Regions from separate parts of the Sus scrofa genome. Here regions 1, 2 and 4 are each linked to region 3. The links are chromatin contacts, called in public HiChIP or PLAC-seq and promoter capture Hi-C maps. All regions are on one chromosome and are shown on one strand. The core of a region is the stretch at or near the end of the contact, and the rest is flanking DNA. Distances in the headings are between cores, read along the strand shown.

The links. Promoter capture Hi-C pulls out the DNA fragments that hold promoters and counts their contacts. HiChIP or PLAC-seq counts read pairs in DNA pulled down with a chosen protein or histone mark.
Region 1: a contact with region 3 is called in a promoter capture Hi-C map of liver, with 2.4 times the contacts expected there. The contact joins the promoter of GSC2 here to the promoter of SNAP29 in region 3. A contact is called at or near these places in 1 of 5 promoter capture datasets (liver) and 1 of 2 datasets of contacts at active chromatin or transcription factors (alveolar macrophages).
Region 2: a contact with region 3 is called in an H3K27ac HiChIP or PLAC-seq map of skeletal muscle, with 2.6 times the contacts expected there. The contact joins the promoter of YPEL1 here to the promoter of SNAP29 in region 3. A contact is called at or near these places in 1 of 5 promoter capture datasets (liver) and 1 of 2 datasets of contacts at active chromatin or transcription factors (skeletal muscle).
Region 4: an H3K27ac HiChIP or PLAC-seq map of alveolar macrophages shows a contact between it and region 3. The contact joins the promoter of MED15 here to the promoter of SNAP29 in region 3. A contact is called at or near these places in 1 of 5 promoter capture datasets (liver) and 1 of 2 datasets of contacts at active chromatin or transcription factors (alveolar macrophages).

Annotation. Positions count from the first base shown.
Region 1 is chr14:50,958,327-50,961,820 of Sscrofa11.1, forward strand. It overlaps GSC2 (homeobox protein goosecoid-2), which reads right to left and starts at 2,098. Exons shown (of 3, transcript XM_001927426.5): 1 at 1,609-2,098; 2 at 1,255-1,508; 3 at 1-770. The coding sequence starts at 1,864. The coding sequence ends at 666.
Region 2 is chr14:50,188,939-50,192,449 of Sscrofa11.1, forward strand. It overlaps YPEL1 (protein yippee-like 1), which reads left to right and starts at 1,703. Exons shown (of 5, transcript XM_003132989.4): 1 at 1,703-1,880.
Region 3 is chr14:50,490,437-50,493,864 of Sscrofa11.1, forward strand. It overlaps SNAP29 (synaptosomal-associated protein 29), which reads left to right and starts at 1,751. Exons shown (of 5, transcript XM_003132993.4): 1 at 1,751-2,130. The coding sequence starts at 1,894. PI4KA (phosphatidylinositol 4-kinase alpha) reads right to left here and starts at 1,547. Exons shown (of 55, transcript XM_001929569.6): 1 at 1,349-1,547. The coding sequence starts at 1,498.
Region 4 is chr14:50,757,955-50,761,500 of Sscrofa11.1, forward strand. MED15 (mediator of RNA polymerase II transcription subunit 15) reads right to left here and starts at 1,356. Exons shown (of 17, transcript XM_021073412.1): 1 at 1,174-1,356. The coding sequence starts at 1,241.

The DNA of each region.
Region 1 (3,494 bases), core at 848-3,347, 470 kb after region 3:
AAACTGGCCCCCCTCCCTGGGAAGGAGAGAGGAGGCCAGATACCACTGGGTGTAGAGTGAGGTCATGGAAGACTGCAGTGTCTGCACCGCTTTTTCTGTATTTGCAGTTCACAGGATCGATGGGTGGGAAAGGGGCTTCAAGAAATTCCCTTAATCTACAGGTAAGGACCCTCTGGCCCTGTGTAGCAGCCCCAGGATGCAGACACCACCCTCTACGCCTTGGGAGGGCTGCAGGTGGGTCAAGGTGGAGAGGACTGAGGTCGGCACCGGCAGGAGGGGAGGAGGAGTCCCAGCGCCTGGTGGCCAAGGGGTGGCTGTGGTCCTGGGGCGGTTTAGTACCTCCTGGGTGTGTGCGTGGGGGATTGAGGAAGTTGACCTTCCCTGTGTCCCGCACTCCATCCCCGAATCTCCCCAGCCCTGCGGCCGCTGGCCATTGGAAAACAGGGCGCACAGAGCAGGGGGCATGGGGCGCTCTCCCGCCTGGCTCAAGTGGCCGGGGACACACGCAGAGGGAGATGCTGCATCGAGCTCCAGGACGCAGACAGCTGTGCAGACTCCACGAAAGAGGCTGGTGTCCTCTCCCACCTCCTGTTATGGCAGATCTCTCTTCTCCCAGCGCTGACGCCAGAGGACGCCGCCGAGCCCAGGAGTGACCCCCATGGCCGTCAGCAGCTCTCCTTAGGGGGTTTCTTGGCTCCTGGCAGGAGCCTACCAGACGCTGACGCGCGTTTCTGGTGTCGCCACTTGGCCCGGCGGTTCTTGAACCAGACCTGAGGAGAAGGAGAGGCGCTCAGGCACGCCCAGCCTGGGGATCTGCGTCCCACGCAGCTTCCAAAGTGGACCCGCCAGGGCCTCGGGATGCAGGTGTGTGCGGACGAAGACTGCGGAGCCAGGACCGCTCAGCGGCTGCGCCCTGCTCTCTCACCTGCTGCAGATGCCGGTAGCAACTTGGGCATCGGGGCTGTAGCAGCTTCCCCACTCGGACCAGCATACTTGCCCTCCCCTTCCCACCCCCTGCTGCTGCGCGCTCTCCCGAGCTTCCCAAATTCCGAAACATGCATGCTCTCCTCGATAGTCATGGGTGGTGCCGGGGAGGGGAGTTTAAAACTAAGGAAAAGAAACCAGCCTTATCTCCGCTCCGGCTCCTGCCCTTCCGCAAGAGCCAGTTCCTGCCCGCCTCTCGTCCCGGACCCGCCTGGCGCTCCCTCGCTCCCGGGGCCTCCGCACTTCGGGCCCCGAGTCGCGGACACACACCTCTACACGCTCCTCGCGCAGGCGGATGCGGCCGGCCAGCCGCTCCCGCGTGCCCACGTCGGGGTACTGGTTCTGCACGAAGAGCGCCTCCAGCGCCTGCAGCTGCTCCTCGCTGAAGATGGTGCGGTGGCGCCTCGTGCGTCGCTGCGGCCCGGGGCTGCCAGCGCCCGGCAGCGCCCCAGAGCCTTCGGTAGACGAGGCCAAGGGCAAGGGCGCCGTGGGTCCTAGCCTCACCGGCCAAGGCAGCCGCGCGCCTGCGGGGCGAGGGCGCGTTGAGGCGCGGGGCAGGCGCCGGGCTCCAATCCCACCGCGCCGCGCTGGGTACCCCCGGGCCCGCGCCCTCCGCCCACTCACCCAGCCCCGAGGCCGGCTCCGGGGCCCGTTGGGGCGCGGCGCGGGGGCCGCAGCAGCAGCAGCAGGCACAGGGAGCTGCCTCAGGCGTCCCGGGCGCCCCGGGCTCCGCGGGGCTTTGGCGGCCGGCGGCCAGCGGCGGAGGGGCGGCCCGGGCCGGAGGGCTCCGCTCGGGGAGGCCGGAGAGGATATGCTCAATGGAGAAGGGGCAGAGCCTCCCGGAGCCCCTGCGGCCCGACGCGCCCCCGGCCGCCGTCATGCCGCCTGTTGGCCACCGCCGCCGCCGCCGCGGGAATATATCCGTCGGGGGGGCGCGCGGTAATCCCCGGGCCGGGCGCCGGGTCCACGCGGGCTAATCCCGCCTCACCGCCAGCAGCGCGCTAATCCCCGGCGGCCGCGGCGGAGGCGGGAGGGGCTGCGGGGGCCCTGCGCCCCGCATCCGTGCCCCTGACCCGTGGGGCTGGCGGAGCGCGGGGCTGCCTCCAATGCCCACCCTCCTGCGGTCTAGCCCTGAGGCTAGGGCGGCGCCTAGAGGACGCCGGGAGCGCTGCAGCCCTAGGGCGCGGCTGACCCACCGGCCCAGCCCGTGTCCCCTGTCCCATAGCCACCGCGGCCAGGGCTGACTCCTCGTCCCCTTCGGGGCCTTACCTGGGCGGCGAACAAGTCTGGAGAAACCTGACAAACTGCACAGTCTCCTGGTCCTCAAACTTCTGAGCTCCAGCCTCAGGTGGGGCCCAATACCATCCGCAACGCCGTGCTCGCACCACACTTTGGCCCCAATCTCCGCCCCCACCCCCACCAATTAAGAGCCCCGGCCTCATCCTCAGGCAGGAAACCCGCGCGGGCGTCAGACATCCCCGCGCAAAACCCGCAACCCCATTGCTCCGGGGCCCTTTTCTTGGATCAGGGAATCTTCCCAACTCCATCCAAGGCCCCACTTATGTGCTCTGAAGCCACTTCTCCTTTCCTTTCCTGTATGTCCCAGCATCCCCTCAAAACCTTTAACACCCCTGCCCACCCTCAGTGTAGTCACACTTCTCAGGAGCTGTCCTGTCGTCCACACCCCCACTGCTCAGCAGGGGCCAGTCTGGCTCCGTCCACCATCTCTCCAGGGCATTCTGCCCAACAATGCTGGTGACCTACACTTTGCCAAATTCTAGGAAGACTGTTTTTTTCTTTTCTTTTCTTTTTCTTTCCTTCTTTCTTTTTTTGTTTTTTTGCTTTTTAGTGCTGCACCGGAGGCATACAGAGGTTCCCAGGCTGGGAACCCAATCAGAGCTACAGTGCCACAGCAATGCAGGATCCAAGCCTCGCCTTCGACCAACACCACAGCTCACAGCAATGCTGGATCTGTAACTGAGTGAGGCCAGGGATCAAACCACAACCTCATGGTTTCCAGTTGGATTTGTTTCACTGCTCCAGTACGGGAACTCCTAGGAAGACTGTTTCATCCTCAACTAAGCAGCTTTGTACAGCCAGCCAGGGCTTGTGTGTAAGGCCTTCTCTGGACCTCTGAAAGGTTACTCTGGCTCACAGGACATAACAGCAGGCAGCCTGGTTTGCACTCCAGCTGTCATTTCCTAGCTGTGGGATAGGTTCCTTCCCTCCCTTGTGCTGGGGTTTCCCAGTCTATACACTGGTATAATAATGGCGACATAACTCTCAGATGCTCTGTGGGTGAAAGGTTAGAACCCCTCTGGTCAGGGGTCTCCATGAATGCCCTTGGGGGACAACATATGCTTTTCTTCCACTTCACATCCCCTTCCTGAGGGGCTCTTGCTGACTCCACTCTGGTGTCGGTGAGGACACTTTGGACTTCAAGCGACAGAACCTGCTGACTCAGTTGTCAAAGAGGCCTGACATATGGTGCCCAGGGCTTGATCTGGAAG
Region 2 (3,511 bases), core at 453-2,952, 300 kb before region 3:
CTGGCACTGTCACTGCTGTGGCTCTGATCACTGCAGTGGTGCCATTTCAATCCCTGGCCAGGGAACTTCTGCACATCTTGGGAAAAAAAATATCTGCAAAAACAGAAAAAAGCAGGATACAAAATTATATAAACTATGGCTCACATCAAAACGAGGATTTCTTTTTTCAAGAAAGGAGTGGCTGAGAAAATATATTTGCAATGGAAAACCAACTAAATGTTAAGGAGTTCCTGTCGTGGTGCAGCGGAAAGGAATCCGACTAGGAACCATGAGGTTGTGGGTTCCATCCCTGGCCTCGCTCAGTGGGTTAATGATCTGGCATTGCTGTGGTGGTGTAGGCCGGCAGCTGTAGCTCTGATTAGACCCCTTGCCTGGGAACCTTCATATGCCGTGGGTGCTGCCCTTAAAAAAAAAAAAGAAAGAAAAGAAAAAAGAGTTCTTGTCGTGGCACAGTGGTTAACGAATCCAACTAGGAACCATGAGGTTGCGGATTCGATTCCTGGCCTTGCTCAGTGGGTGAAGGATCCGGCGTTGCGGTGAGCTCTGGTGTAGGTCGCAGACGCAGCTCGGATCCCGCGTTGCTGTGGCTGTGGCTGTGGCCGGCAGCTACAGCTCCAATTGGACCCCTAGCCTGGGATCCTCCATATGCCGCGGGAAGCGGTCCTAGAAAAGGCAAAAAAAAAAAAAAAAAAAAAAAAAATCAACTAAAAGTTAATATTTAAAACAATCTAAGGAATTCTGAAATTCAGAAGAAAAAAGAAACTCAGTTGGAAATTGAAGGAGACCTGAAAGGCTTAATAGTTAATGAAGAGATGCTGACACTCCTTTGAGGAACCAGCTTCAAGACCCTGTGCGGCGGGCTTGTGGAAACATAGCCGCTCTCTAACAGTGAATCAGAGCTCACCCAAGCCACCGAGAGCCGTGCAGATACATTGTATCCTAAAAAGGAAAGAAGCTTCAAGGGTGCTACCATGTAAAAAATGGTATCTACACTGTGACCTCGACGGTGCGCGATGGTGGTGCTGACGACGTGATTTAAACACCAATCTAGGGAGAAAGGCTTTGGGACCCACACGAAGACCGCCAGGGAGGCCTGGGGGACGGAGTGCGGTTAAGGGGCAGACGGAGCTGCCGGGCCAAGGGCTTCCCGTCAGGCCAGGTGCGCAATCCGAGGCGCTCAAGTCCAGCGGCTCCGAGCGAACTAGAGGGGGTCTGGGCAGGCGACGCGGAGGACTCGCTCCGGGATGGGGTGGCCAAGGGGTCCGGCCAGGAAGCCCCACTCGCGCCCCAGGTTCCCAGTCCTCTCGGCCAACGCACGAATGTCGGGAAAAGCGGGTGACCGGGGCCTTTCCGGGGTGCGAAGTCCCCACCGCCCGAGACCCGTGCAGGCGGATCGCCCAACCCAAGGCAATCCGCGCCGGCGCGCTGAGCTCCTCATTGAGCCCGCCCCACCAGGCCCCACCCCGCGCCCCTCGACCCTCACAGGCTGGGTCCGAGGACGCGCTCCGCCGGCAGGCCAATGGGAGCGCGGCGCGCCCCGGCGCACGTGCGCCCCGCCCCGCCCTGCAGAGGGCTAGCGGGCCGAGCTACAGGAGGAGGCGCGCCGGGGCGGGGCCGGGGCTGGGCTGCGGCGGGGCCGGGCGCTGATTGGCCGGTGCCGCGCTCCGAGGCCGTTAACGGCGGCGCGGCGGGGCCGCAGCTCCAAAACAAAGGGCAGGCGGCCCGCGGGCGGCGGCGGCGGGGATGTCTCGCGCGCGGCCCAGGCGCCAACCGCCGCAGCGCGTCCCGGGCCGCGCCGGGCCCTCCGGAGAGCCGCGCCCGCGCTGAGCGAGGCCGTGCCGATGGGCGCTGCGGGCCGGGGCGCGGACCGGCGGGCGGCCGTGAGTAGGGCGGGCCGGGGGTGCTCACCGGGCGTCGTTGGGCTGGTTGGAGGGCGGCGGGACCGGGAGCGTCTCCCCCGTTCTCTCTCCCCCTGACCCGGAGAAGGGATGGAAGGAGCTCCGCGCCCGATGGTAATAGGCTTTTCCCTCTAGAAAAAGGTCTCGACTGGGGAGGGAAATGAGGACAAAAGAGGCCTCCCGGCGAGTTCATGGCAAAGGGGGCGTTTCGAGTTCCCCACGTGAAGGTCGAGGCCGAAGTGAAACGCTCGCCTTCGTCCACCACTTGTGGCACCACCAGGGCTCTGTGGGTGCGAAGCTTGCACAGCCTAAGCTCCCCAAAACCGTGGTCCCTCCCCCGGGCCTGCCTCCTGCGGGCGCTGGAGCTCTAGGGAGGGAAGATGGGACGATGCCTCAGAGGAATCAGTGTCCCCGCCCCCGAGCTTTTTCTGTTCGGTTGCATTTTTTCTTCCTTTCTCGCCGCGAAACACACCCCTCAACCTGTTGTTTCCTTTACCAGGAATGGTACTCTTTCTACCTTCCAGTCCCTCTTTCTGCTAAACTACCTGAGCTTACCTCCTCTGGGGATCAGTTTCAGGTGTGTCACCTGCGCACGCTCCAGCCTCCCCCCTGCTCTAGGAGATGTGGCAGGAGTCTGCTCCATCCCCGTGTGGAGTTTTGTAATCCTTCCCTGCTTCCCCAAGCCCTGGCCGTGGGCTTTGGTCTGAGGGGTGCTAATTCTGAGCCTTTGGGCACCCCCTACCCACCGCCCTCCCCTTGCATCCCACGGAGCTAGAGTTATTCCACGGTGGGAACCCCTCATCCAGGACCTGGGGAATCCATGTCTTACCGCAGCTGTAGCACAGGGCCTGGCCTGATTGGGCAAATGATCTTAATTACCAATCTGATTAATAGTCTCTGATTTTTTATTTATTGGAGTATAGTTGACTTACTGTATTGCTATATTAGTTTCAGGTGTACAGTAAAGTGAATCAGATATTTAAATTTATTTTAGTCTTTTTTTAGGGCCACACCCCTGGCATATGGAGGTTCCCAGGCTAGGGGTCCAATCGGATCTGTAGCCGCCAGCCTATACCACAGCCACAGCGACGCGGGATTGGAGCGGCTTCTGACACCTACACTACAGCTCAAGGCAACGCCGGATCCTCAACTCACTGAGCAAGGCCAGGGGTCAAACCCATGTCCTCATGAATGATAGGTTCATTAACTGCTGAGCCACAAAGGGAACTCAGATATATCAATTTAGATATTCATTCTTTGTCCCCATAGTTTTTCTGACTTTAAATATTGGTTTTGTTTGTTTTTTTATTTCTTGGGCCGCTCCCGCGGCATGCGGAGGTGAGGTTCCCAGGCTAGGGGTCGAATCGGAGCTATAGCTGCTGGCCTACGCCAGAGCCACAGCAACGCAGGATCCGAGCCAAGTCTATAACCTACACCACAGGTCACGGCAACGCCGGATCCTTAACCCACTGAGCAAGGGCAGGGATCGAACCCGCAACCTCATGGTTCCTAGTCGGATTCGTTAACCACTGAGCCACGACGGGACTCCTTTAAATATTGTTTTGGAATAACTTTTGATCTAGATGAAAGTGGCAAAGATAGTACAGATAGTC
Region 3 (3,428 bases), core at 501-3,000:
ATTTTGCAGGAAAAAGCAGAGGGACAGACTGAGGAACTCAGCTGCCCAGAGTCACACCAATGCGTGCGAATTTAGGGTTTAGGCGTTCCCATCTTGGCTCAGCAGAAACAAATCTGACTAGCATCCATGAGAATGAACACAGGTTCCATCCCTGGCCTCACTCAGTGGGTTAAGGATCCGCCATTGCCATGACCTGTGGTGGAGGTCACAGACACAGCTTGGATCCTACGTTGCTGTGGCTGTGGTATAGGCCAACAGCTACAGCTCTGATTCCACCCCTAGCCTGGGAACCTACATATGCTGCACAAGCGGCCCTAAAAAGCAAAAACAAAACAAAACAAAAAACAGGGTTTAAACTCAGGTGATCCTATCTCTACAACCAGTATTCTTTCCCTTCCATTGCACTTGCCCTCTGATTAGAAGTCAGGTAGGCATCAGTCTCCAGGCCCTGCTCACCCTCCAAGTTTGAGAACCTACAAAGCCAAGGAAGGCCTAGGTCAGCCTGCTAAAGTGCCTAAAACGATTTCACCGGGCACCAGAGCCACTCCCAACTGTCAGACAACAATCTTTCCATGTGCCAGGAGGCTGTGCAGAATCATCCCATCCCTTCAATGCTAACACATTGCATCGAGTCTCATCACACACACGTGGCATGGGGGAGCTGCCCTTTACTGTCCAACTCTTTGTCAGGCATGTTATGCTAGAACTCAAGAACGACTTCATTTCACAGATAAGGAAACAGAGGCTCCGAGGGTTGAAGTAACTTGTTCAAGACGACATACAGCGACAGTGCAGGTACCTTCTCAAACTAAAAGCTGTTTCCCCCCATCCCAGGCATCCGTGGGGCTGCCTCTCCCCCTCTCCAAGATAAGGAACGCTCCGGGGTGAGTTCTTTTTTCTTCAAACACCCGCTTCCCCGGTCTGAAGACCCCTCTAATCTCGCAAGAAAACAGTGCGCAGCAGACCTGCGTTTCAGAAAGCGCTCCCCGACACTACCCCACCGCCCTTCACCTCCAAGGACAAAGCGCTTACAAGCACCCCTTCCCCGAGGAAGGCAGCGCCCAAAGTCACCAAAAAAAGGCAGGGCGAGCGGGGGCCACCCCAGGTTCGACCACGGCCCCCGCCGCCTCCGCCTAGCGGTGTCACTAGGCGGCCCCGGCCTAGCCCGCCGGGAGCTCACAACCACCCGCCCGCCACACGCCCGCCGGCCCCCTGCCGCACCGGCCTCCTTCACGAGCTCCTCGCGCCCCCGGCAGCCGAGGCCCACCTCGGCCTCTGCAGACCCCAGCCGCGCCTCCAGCGCCCCGGCCCCCTCCTCCTGTCAGCCCGCACTGGGCCGCCAAACTACCTTCTCCAAGGAAGCCGGCCTCTGCACCGCCAAGGAGCGGGCCAGCGACAGGACTGTGTTGAAATAGAAGCCCCGCGACGCGCCGGCGCCGGAGGCTGAGCCGGGGCCGGCGCCGCCGCCGCCGCTTCCCCGGGCCGCGGCCGCCGCCATCGTCGCGCACCGCGGCGCCACCCGCCGGCTTTCCGCAACCGGCCCGCGAGCGCCAGAGCCCACAGCGCAGGTGCGGCCTCATCCGGCCGCCCCACCACGTGACCTCGCTGACACCGGTGGGGCGTGGCCGCGGGCTGCTCCACTGCCCGCGGGGGTTGGGGGCAGGGCGGCCGCTGTGCCGCGCGCGAGGCGTGGTTTCCCCCCGTGGCGGGACCCGATGGTCGACTCCGGAGGCGGGGCCTCTACGCACTGCAGGCGGAAAGAACTCGCGCTGTGCTGGCAGCAAGCGAACCGACGCTTCTCTGGGGCCTTGGCTAGCCCGCGGCCCCCAGTGCCCCCCCTCACCTCGGCCGCGCCCCCTTCCTCCGGCCCACCGCGGGCCAAGCACCGCCGCCATGTCGGCCTACCCCAGAAGCTATAACCCGTTCGATGATGACGCGGAGGACGAGGGCGCCCGGCCAGCGCCGTGGACTGATGCCCGCAACCTCACGGACGGGCCCGAGTCGCCCGCTGACCGGCAGCAGGCCCTGCGGCAGGAGGTGCTGCGCCGGGCCGAGGCCACGGTCGCCAGCACGGGAAGGTCCCTGTCCCTCATGTACGAGTCCGAGAGGATAGGAGTCGCCTCTTCTGAGGTGAGTCCGCGGTCCCCTGTGTTATTGGGGTCGCCCAGTGGGCTGGGAAGGGTCCTAGCGCTTTAGCGGCTGGAAGGTTGGTACGATCTGTCAGCCCGGTAAAGAAAAGTCTAAAGTACTCGAAAGGGGCGGTTTGCTTCCGGCAACCTCGCTGAACTCTTAGTCGCCTAGTTTCTTTTTTTTCTACTTCTAGTACACAGGCAATCTCCATGCCCTGGCCTATCTAGGCGAGTAAAGGTTCTGAATAGCAGACCCGATTAGGGAAGTGGAGAATGTGTTTCTCTTACACGATTTCCTGGGCAGCATCCAGGCTGAATCCTGCCAGAGTGACCTAGCAAGGACTGTGACTGCTAGTGTCTGAAAGCATCCGAGGAAATGGGCCTTGAGTTCTTCCCCGAAACTGATGGCTTTTCCACCTCGCCTTGAGGTGTGTTGAGTTCTCCGCCTGGACGACTGCTGAGTGAGCCAGAGCCCAGTAGAGTGGGGAGCCCTTCCCTTCCCTTCCCAATACAAACGAAGGTGTCTGAGACTGACACTGTGTGGTCTGTGATGATCTGTTGCTCCGTTTCATCTTTGTCAGTTCCTCTTTCCATTCATAGACGATTTCAGAGTTGGACCTTTTTAAAGTTTTTAAAAATTTAATAGCATGTTACAGCAATATCAGCTAGGAATGATTCATCTTAAGCACTTGTAGCTCTGGAAGCTAAAGCTTTGTCTCACCCCATGGGTCTTTTCATTAACTCTTTTCTCTGCAAAGTTACTGACCTGGTTACTTACAGTTTTGAGGTATATCGCATCATTCTCCCATAGCCACTTGCTTGGCTTATTTCCCTTCCCCACTTCTCCCAGTTACTGGCTCCCTCATTGTCATACCTGCCTGTCTTCAGCCTCATCAAGGAAGTTTAGCGTATGTCTACTGGTTCCTATATTCGAGTCTCAGTGGAAGGTATCGACTTAGATTTGGGAGGAATGCCTGAGGCCTTAGGGCCCTGAGAGGAGTGGGTCACTTAAGGATCCCCAGCTCAAGGAAGCCAACTAAGAACTGCTTGAAAAGACATATTTGGCAACTGAAAACAAATGAAGTAGGAAATCAAAATGATATACAGTAGAAGATGGTGGCAGAGGTTACACTGGAATTTGGCTATTAAGGCTAAGGTGTAGATAGGAGGAGGAAGAGGAGGGAGAGGGTGTTCCCAGGGAAAAGAGGATCCATGCAAAGGCACTGGCCAAACACTGCAGCTCCTGGGCTCCTGAGCAGGGACGTGATGGCCTGGAAGCCTTCCAGGGCAAGGGCCTGG
Region 4 (3,546 bases), core at 106-2,605, 270 kb after region 3:
TTTATAATCTCTTGCCTCACTAGGTCATTCCACAAACCATGTTATAGAGCGATGTGTCAGAAACGACAGGGCCCCAGACCCCAAGAGCTCAAAGCTCTCATAAAGTCCTAACTGGTACTCTCTCCTCTGTTCTAGATCCACCTCCAGGGACTCGGCGGATCTTCCCAACTCTGGCAGGTCAGTATCTCCAAGCAGGCCCCAAGCCAAATACAGGCTCACCTCCCCAGCACAACACTCTACCACTAACGAGCCAGCACCTGCCCGCCCTCATTCCACGATCGTCTCTCCTCAAACCCCAGAACTCTCAGCCTAGCACGACGTCCTCCACGCAGTGAGCGCTCACACTCCCCTCCCCACTCCTCAGCTTGCAACGATGGCCTTTCATACTCCTACTTGTCTTTCCGGGACTCAGTTTATTTGTCGCCTACTCCCCAAGGCGGCTCCTGGCAAACTGTTCATCCGGTAGGAAAAAGACTGCACCATAACTGCGCCTTCACGGCGCGTCCCCCGAGGGCAGGGGGTTGTCTCAAGCTGATCCCCGGCAACAGAGCACAACAGTCAGGCGAGCCCAGCCGGTGTGGAGGAACTGGAAACCCGCGTGCAGCCTAGGGCGCACGGCAGCCCCTGCAACCAGCGGAGACCAGGGAGGAGCACTAGTCCCAGCTCTCCACTCCCCCTTCCGAGCGAAGGTCGCTTCCTGACAGCCTCTTCCTGCCACCCTCCCGCGAAGTCCATCCCGGGGCGGGGGTGTCACCCGTAGATTCTTGTCCCCACCACCCCTTTCATCCACCTCCTCCTCGCCTGAAGGCGTCTCTGGAGAGGGAATAGCAAAGCGCCCAGGCCTGCAGAAGACGCCACCGCGGCCCCGGCCTCTGCTGTCCGCAGCGTACGCGGCGCAGGGGGAAGGCTGAGTCCCAAGCACACAAACGACGAGTGAGAAAGCGCAGGGCGATGACTCACAAGCTGGGGCTAGGCGACTGGCAGAGTTCGGCGCAGGAACGCTAACTGGCGGCCATGGCGGCCGAGAGCGGCGCGGGCACAGGGAGGGCCGCGCCTGCGTCCCCCGCGGTCCGGCGCCCGGGACCCCTAGGGTCCGGCCGCACCCCCGCTCCCGCCGTGAGGAGGGCTGAGGGGAAGGCCCGGGGGTCAGGCCGCCACTCGGCCCGTACTTACATCTGGCTGACCAGCTTCTGCCGGAAGGCGGCGCTCCGCCAGTCGGCCTCCTGCCCCGAAACGTCCATGCCGATACCACTTTCCCACAGCCCGCTCCCGGTTCGGCAGCCGCCGCCTCAACCGCAGCGCCAGGTCCAAACCCGGAAGCCCTCGGTGGCGTCCCGGCCGCGCCGGAAGCGGAGCGGGAATTGTGGGAAATGAAGTCGCGCGCGGGCCTGTGGGAAATGGAGTGCGCAGGCCTCAGGGAGCCCTACCCCGCCGCTCACCTGGAGGCCCCAGGCTGATGGGAGCTGCACCTGACCACCAGCATCACCCGTGGCCCTACTGTGTGCTGGCCATGCAAGTCAGGGGGATCCACACCCCTTGCGGAAGCCTGGCGCAGCCGCCAGCTATTCAAGAGAACACCGTGGGGAGACTTTATTAGAGATTTATCTGCACCAACTATGTGCCCTGCGATGCCCTCGCCGCCTGGGCCCTGCCTCCTTGGAGGTTGCCTTCCAGCACCGCATCCCAAGAGCGACGAGAGCTCCTCCCACCACTGGGTCTCTCTGTTAAGACTTTTTGTTTTTTGGGTGTGTGTCTTGTGTCTTTTGTCTTTGAGGGCCGAACCCGCGTTATATGGAGGTTCCCAGGCTTGGGGTCTAATCGGAGCTACAGCTGCCAGCCTACACCACAGCCACAGTAATGCCAGATCCTTAACCTACTGAGGGAGGCCAGGGATCAAACCCATAGCCTCATGGTTCCTAGTCGGATTCATTTCTGCTGTGCCATGACTGGAACTCCTCTGTTAGACTTTTGGAATCACATGTCCCAACCAATGACTATATTATACAGGGTTTGGGGTTGTGAGGAACCCAAATCACATTGTTAATTTTTAGACATGCTTTCCTCTTTGTTGCAACAGCTATGTCCATGGAGAACACAGCCAAGTGCTTGAGGATGGCTCACAAACTTGCTGGGTGAAGGAGGCAAGGGAGATAGAGGTCAGCTGGAAGGGAGGAGAGGGGTAGAGCCTGCAGATAAAAATTCTGCCACAAAAGACCAAAAAAAAAAAAAAAAAAAAATTCTGCCAGATTGAACCTATGGAGCCTTGTCTGTGCCCCTGGGGAAAGAAAGCAGATGACAATAATCCTGGGCCCAAATGGTCCACAAGTGCTAAATAGACAGTCACCAAGGTGGGCCTCACAGAACCGGCACCTACCAAGGCCTAATAAGTGCCAGGTCCAGGAGGGGCTGTATCCACCCAGTGTCCCTGGGCACCAGGCAGGAGTTGGGGGGTGTGGAGTAGGGAAGATTGGAAAAGAAAGGTGTGAACAGTTTCCACAGTTACCCTCAGTTTTCAGGTCTTGCCTTGATAGGAGAGCTGTTCATATCTGCAAACTTTTTTTTTTTTTTTTTGTCTTTTTGCCATTTCTTGGGCTGCTCCTGTGGCATATGGAGGTTCCCAGGCTAGGGGTCGAATCGGAGCTGTAGCTGCCAGCCTACACCAGAGCCACAGCAACAAAAGATCTGAGCTGTGTCTGTGACCTACATCACAGCTCATGGCAATGCTGGATCTTTAACCCACTGAGCAAGGCCAGGAATTGCACCCGCATCCTTATGATTCCTAGTCGGGTTCGTTACTGCTGAGACATAACAGGAATTCCATTTTGTTTTTTTTTAATGGCCAAACTTGCGACATATGGAAGTTCCTAGGCCAGGGATCAAATCAGAGCTGCAGCTGCCAGCCTACGCCACAGACAAAGCAACTCAAGATTCAAGCCACCTCTGCAACTTATAATGTAGCTTGTGGCAACGCAGAAACCTTAACCCATTGAGAGAGAGGCCAGGGATCAAACCCGAATCCTCATGGAGACTACACTGGGTCCTTAACCTGCCCAGCCACCATGGAAATGCCTTGAAAATAACTTTTAAGACTTCTATACCTCGGTGATCAGGTTTGCCCAGGAATCTCTCAGTTTTAGCTACAAAAGTCCACATTTTGGCAACTCCCAGGCTGACCAGAATGTTTCATCATCCTATTTCTATACCTCTTGCATATTTAATAAAATTGAGATCTAATGCACATACCATATGATTCACTCTTTTAAAGTGTACAATTCAGGAGTTCCCATCGTGGCTCAGCAGAAACAAATCTAGCTACTATCCATGAGAACTCAGGTTGGCCTTGCTCAACAGGATAAGGATCTGGTGTTACTGTGAGCTGTGGTGTAGGTCACAGACGTAGCTCGGATTCCACGTTGCTGTGGCTGTGGTGTAGGCCGGCAGCTACAGCTCCAATTCGACCCCTAGCCTGGGAACCTCCATATGCAGCAGGTGTGGCCCTAAAAAAAACAAAAAATAAAATAAAATTAAGTGTACTAAACAGTGTTT